Linked DNA regions of Drosophila melanogaster: region 2 is linked to region 1. The links are chromatin contacts, called in public targeted proximity ligation maps. All regions are on one chromosome and are shown on one strand. The core of a region is the stretch at or near the end of the contact, and the rest is flanking DNA. Distances in the headings are between cores, read along the strand shown. Region 1 holds the start of lncRNA:CR43334 (long non-coding RNA:CR43334). Region 2 holds the start of PAN3 (Poly(A) specific ribonuclease subunit PAN3).

The links.
Region 2: a targeted proximity ligation map of the Kc167 cell line shows a contact between it and region 1, with 4 times the contacts expected there. A contact is called at or near these places in 2 of 107 Hi-C or Micro-C datasets (the Kc167 cell line and wing imaginal disc) and 1 of 7 datasets of targeted methods (the Kc167 cell line).

What each region holds. Positions count from the first base shown.
Region 1 is chr3L:627,080-630,477 of dm6, forward strand. It overlaps lncRNA:CR43334 (long non-coding RNA:CR43334), which reads left to right and starts at 1,356. Exons shown (of 1, transcript NR_048209.1): 1 at 1,356-3,398.
Region 2 is chr3L:3,069,477-3,072,616 of dm6, forward strand. It overlaps PAN3 (Poly(A) specific ribonuclease subunit PAN3), which reads left to right and starts at 1,657. Exons shown (of 14, transcript NM_167977.3): 1 at 1,657-1,831. It overlaps CG32486, which reads right to left and starts at 1,363. Exons shown (of 8, transcript NM_139508.3): 1 at 686-1,363. The coding sequence starts at 1,063.

The DNA.
Region 1 (3,398 bases), core at 106-2,605:
TCCTCCCCATTCGCGCGCCTCCGCCACAGGAATTCGTTCTTTTTTTTGTCGGATTTCTTTTTGGCCTTTTTGTTGCTGCCTTTTGATCGCGTGCGTTTGTGTGTGAATCTTTACACTGAGCACAATGTGGGACTAGCTTGGTCGTAAAATAAAATGTTGAGTTGTCCTAGAAAAAATCGTAATTCGGCTTACGTAATATCCCTCTGTGGACCTAATCTAAGCAACCATATTTATAAGATATTGAATTGCACCTTATTTATATAATAATAGCACGTAATTACTCTATACATATTTCTAAATATTCCTTTCCCGCGTCGTTCCCGTACACTACACAATCATTAAGAAACGCCATGTATTGATTTGACTTAGCCTTAATCACATGGCAGTGCAATTACAATGCTGATATAAATAAAAATAAACTCGTTTTACGCTTATTATTAGAACCATTTAATGCTGGTTGCTAATTGTTTTGAGTCTAAATTCTCATTTACATGAGCAAACTGTTCTGTACTGGCTTGTTTATAGATATTCGGGAGGATTTAAGCGAAATAAATACGAATTGATGGACCTTAAATACATTAGAAATGTCGACGTACAAGAAATAAACCAAGAAAGCTAGGTTTGCATTACAATTTTTTGGATTGTTTAAAAAATTAAAACTTTTCAAAGGGAAATCCAAACGTGCAGACGGCATAACACGGATAACTTTTGTTAATCGATTAACAAAACTTCGTAAAATTATACACAAGTTATGCAAAAATTAAAAGACCATTTCGAAATTTTGGATCCCCAAAACCGCAAACCATGCGATAAATAGTTATGATTGCCTTTGCCAAATCCGCCATTTTGCTTTCGATCGTTTCGTTAATGAAAATTTCTCGCTGTGCTTAGACACCGCTCTCGCACGCCAATGCAATCGAGCAGCTAGGCTTTCGCTGTAGGCGAGAGAGGGACGGAGCAAGTATCTGGGCGAGTGTGCGTGTGTGTGTGTGTACGAGGTTTGTTTGCTATGTTTTTCCGAACACTGGGGAGCAACGACAACAAAAGCAGACAGAGCGGGCCAAAAAATGTTAGATGCCGACCGCCCTCCGCAGGCCCCGTTTCCAATTCCGATTCCAATTCCGATGCCGAGTACCCCGATTGTGTGGCGTCAACCATTACATGCAAACTCACACCTACAGGCGATGCCGGCAGAGTCGTCGGCAGAGGCCGCGGCAAGCGCGCATTCATTCATACTTGTTGCTCTGCTCCTGTATCTGTATCAGTGTGAACTCCCCGCTAATGTGTTGGTGTGTTGGTGTATGGGTATGTCGTTGATTGCGCCGCAAACTAAAGTTTCGTGAGGCATTTGTTTCAGTACGTCACCGACAGTGCCATCGAAAAGAAGGAGGAGGCGGTGAGCCGGACTCAGCACTTGGGAATTATAGTGTGTAGAGTGTTGAGTATGGAGTAGGACTGTCGCTGGCATCTGGTCACACTGTTAAGGGGTTTCTTGTCAAGTAACGTGCCGGGATTCTTTCAATTCTCGAATCTTTAAGAGTCAATAGTGTCTTCGAACAAGTGTAGTGTACCTAACGTTTAAATTGCCCAAAAAAATTTGCAACTTTTTTACGACGCAGTTGCAAAGAAAACAAAGCAAGCCAGCCAAGAGCAACTTAAACGACGTATTTAACAATAAAAAAAAAACGAAAAAACCTAAAGCGAGAGAGGCGAAACTAGGGGAACACAACAACAACAAACGCGACAACAACAAGAATTAAAAACAAACTCGCTTGCGACTTTTGAGCCTCGCAACTGAATAATTAAAATTAGAAGCGGAAAAGTAAATACAAAAAAAAAAAAAAACAATAAATAAATTTCAAATAAAGAACCCGAAACGCTTATACATACATATGTACGTACGTACATATATAAGTATTTGGAAAGAACAAAAAATGGCGCACAAAGAAACTGTGAACTTATACAATCAAAAAAATTTTATTTGATTGCATGTCCATATATATGTATGTGTACATGTGAACTTTGTACCAGTGACAATGAGACGACAGACGCAGATGATGATTAAGGCAGCGATGATGAATGAAACTGTGCCCTACGCTGATGTACGACCGATGTACTATCAATGAAAGGGCCTACAAGATACAGAGATATAAGATAAATCAAAACAAACACACCCTATAACAGAGTTGTGGGGTGGGAGTGGATAAGCTCTTTATACACACTCTTTTGGCGGCGTGCATTGAACTAATTTGTCGTTGTTGCTCTTGCTGTTTTTTTGTACGCGACTAGTTTTCCTCGTTTCGTTTCTTTTGCCTTTTTATAATACCCTCTGTGTATTTATTTAAAGCGCAAATGTTTTAGATACGACATATAGCCAGGGGGAGGGCGGCGATGGGGGCTACGAGGGGGCGGGGACCAGACCAGAGCTAGCCAGTCAGACCGCTGTCGACAAATAAAACAACAAAGTAAACTACAGAAACAACTAAAAGGCAAACTTGCCTATCTGCCTAGCCTTATATTGATGTTGTTGGTGTGTTGTTGTAGCTGCTCTTGTTGTTGCTGAATTTCAGTGCGTGTGCTCAGCATTTAACTAAACTGGCACACACGCACACCAACACCAGCGAACGGAAAACGAAAAAAAAAATTAAAACACACCAACACTCAACAACAGCCACACAAAGAGGCACACCAACAGACACACCAACACCATCACACTGAGTTGTCAGGGCTGGCAGTCTAGTGCTTATATAATCACCGTCTAATGGGCTTTGTTTGTAAGTATTGAATGCAATTTGTTTAAAAATGTTTTATTTCATTATTACGTGTGTTAAAATGTGCAGCGCCCTTGTGTGCATGCAGTGCAACTCGAACAGCTGTTTGCCATAACACAAAACAGCTGTTCCACTGCAAGTCCTAAAAAAGAAAAAATAAGTAAAGGAAAACAAAAAGAGCGACTGCGACGCCGGCTGCGCAGCCATGTGTCCTTACAGCAGTCAATTTGAGAGACTTTCTTGCGCACCAAAAAAATATCAAGTATACGCAACCGACACCGCAATCGGGAGAGCGAGCGAGCGACCGAGTGCTCTCTCCCCGCGGCGTTGCCAGATTGTCATTTACTGTTATTTAAGTGAATCCATATACAGGCAAGCTTCGCAAAGGGGAACCACAGTTGCACCGGTAAATTAATTAAAACTATTATAAACTGAAGCTTAAAAATAACTATTATGGGTTATACTTAAAATTAAATACACTAACCGTGCTAAAAATAATATAATTCTTACAAATTGAGCTTGAGCTAACTGATCTTGTTAATAATATTATAATATTGTAGTGTGAGCATTAAAAAGGTGTTGCATACTTTTGAAAATGTTTTATCCCGGTAAGCCCGATATCCCAGG
Region 2 (3,140 bases), core at 407-2,906, 2.4 Mb after region 1:
GCCTCTAAACAAATCATCGGACACTCAACCGGGAAGACGGCAACTGGAACACCGCATCCGGCCGAATGCTGACATTCCGGCCGAATGCTGACATTACACAAAAGTCGCACTGCAACATTGTCCCCAGCTAGCCAGCCACATGCCGAGTCGGCATGTTCATTATGCTTACAATTAAGAACCTATGTACTTATGTATAAGACGAAAACGGAGGACTCGAGTAGCCACTCTCTGACAATAAACTTCATACTGATTTTGAACTTCAAGAAAGTCAGTCGTATTCTTTATTGGAAATCTTCACACTACAACTATCTGCTGAAACTTAAAAACCTTCATACATTTACACATCATATCTTCACAAAAGGCTCCACCCTCGATCACGGACTTAACTCCCGCCCTCGCTCCCCCTCGCACTCTTTCAATGTTTTCAAGGCGAATAATGCAAGAGCGCCCCAGCTAGACGTCTCGCTCTCGCACAGCTGTGTCTTGCTAGGGTGGAGAGAGGGAGAGAGGTGTTTTACTCTTACAGCTGAGCTGCCACGATTTGTTTGTATACAGAATGAGGCGCACACACACACGCGCACTTGCTGTTTTTCTTCTTTCGCTTTTAAAGCTCTTACTTCCTTTTTTTGATTCTAGTTTACAAGGGCTTATAGTTCAAGCCGCTGTAAATAATCCAAAAACTCACCTGGTACATGGCCGTCTTGGGCAAATCCAGGCAGACGGCACAGCACAGGGCATTGGAGATGCGGTGGGCCAGCTTTTCGTGCATTCCCGAGGCGGCTGCGGCACTGGAAAGCAAGCTGCTGCCGCTGCTGCTGGTGGCACCACCGCCCCCTCCGTCCAACAACTGTTTCTTGGCCGGCGGTTCTCCGCTGCCCTGCGTGTCCAGCGGCACGCCCACCACATTGCCGCCGCCCACCGACGAGGAGGACGACGATGTGGAAGAGGAAGAGGCCGAGGAGGCGGAGCTGGTCGTGGCCACCGCCTGGTTGTCGCCCAGGAGCGGTAGGTTCGAGGACGACGGCGGCTGTTGGACCGCCGAACTGGAGGATTCCACCGACATGATTGGAAATTTTCTTGGAATAATGTTTGTTGTGTTTTTCTTTGCCACTCGCTTCGTACACAAACTCCCACACACACGACCACTAAACTACTACACACACACAAGCAATACCCAGTTTGCTCTCTCTCTCTTTCGCTCGCACACTAAGTATGGCACTTTCTTTCAATTGCCACCTTTCCCCGCTGTCCGTGTCGTGTCGTTCTCTTCTGTGTTCTTCCGTTCTGTTCTGTTTGCAAGCTTTTTGTCCGCCGACACGTCCGCTCGCCAAAAAATTTGTTGTCTTTCTAGAGAGTGTTGTGCGGTGTGACCAAATCTTATATTAGGCAAAATACTAGTATAACGTATCGATGTTATTGGCAAAGCCTATCGATGTTTTTCTATTGTCTGTGTTTCTCCAGCCCTGGTTGATCGTTAGCAGGGACACCATCCCCTTTACAAAGTAATAAAATAACAAATATTATTAAATTAACCATTTCAAAATAAAATAGCATTAAAATAATATAGCAAAATCTGCCTTCATATATATAATTTTACAAGTATATTATTGAAAACGAATCCATTCGTGTTTAATGTGCTGCCCTTATATCCGGCAGTACGGAACTCGTCACTCGCGAGATGCGGTCACACTGCTTGCGGCAAACGGAAAACATGTAAGAAATTAAATATTGTGATTTTGTCTTTAAAATGTACAAAAGTTTGACAAAACACAAACGGCAGGTTCTTTATGAAGTCACCTCTCGCAAAGTGAACTATGACTGGTCAGTGGAGGTACGGAAAACGTGGATTAAAGAGCGAAAAATCGCAGTTTTCTCAGCAGACATTTTTGTATCACTTCGCTGTGCGCTGTGTGTTTGGCATTTTTTGTGTTTGTGTGTGTGTGTGCAACAGCGGCATCAATTTGAAAAATAACAAAAACAAATCGTTGGCGTGTTGAACAAAAAACTATACGTATTTGCTATCTGGCTTGCGTTATAAGAACCATTTGGACAAATTGCGTCTTAAAAATTTGGTGACCAAGATGGCTTCAATTTCATTTTCGGTGGTGAATTAAAAACTTTAATGAAAATAAAAACTTAATGAATTGACTTTTAATTCACGTGCAATTATTATGAAAATTTTTGAAAATTAAAATAAAAATATTTCCAAAAACGTTGTAACAAAACTACACTTATAAATTGGCTTTTGGCTTGCTTAGTGAACTTAGTTAATTATTTCCAGCTGTTCCCACTCAAAAAACAAATCGTATACATATGTGTTCTTATTTCCTTTGCTCCTGCTTTTTCTCTTCCCCTTCTTTTCGTTCCCTTCCCCTTTGCGTCCTCTTCCCCTTTTCCTAGCCAGCTGTTTGTCGCGTTCCACAAATATGGCTGGAGTGTGGATCGCGTTTGGAGCCCAGGCTCCCACATTTCTCTATGTGGAACGCAACCTGTGGCCAGCTGTTGGGTCCTGTTGAACTCCCCCCAGCCAAAAACTTACATATGTATATGTATTTATTTTGTGTATATATGCATGTGTGTATAACAACGCCAATTGCTAGGGTTTCTGCAAAACGTCCTGGCCACTTGAAGGTGAAGTGTTACAATACCATAAAGGGGTTTCGCCATTTTTAAAAGTTATTTTATTACATTATATTCAATAATGGAACTTCAGTAGCGTGTCAAAGGATTTCTCTTTGAAAGAATACGTATTTCATATCCAGCATTTATCAGCTGAAAAACATGAGGGACTTTATACAATCTGTTAAATTTCTTTGCATAAAATGATATATATGTTAATTAAAATTATTAACAATAGCTAAAGTCCATGTAACCCCTTGAGCGCGGATGTTTTCCCAACACTCCTCGAATGGAATCCACATCCACTTTGTTGCACACACAGCTGGCAGTTGTTGTTTTTATCCGACCTCCTGTGCACACACACACACAGACGGACGTACATGTATACAACACTCGGGGGTCGTTTGTGGACTCCATTTGGCTTGGCTGTTGGATCTTCTTTGCGTTTTCTTCATTCGTGCAGCGCCAATCGCGCGGTGTGTGTGTTGCGTTTTTCTTATTTGCAAAATCGTTGGAAAATG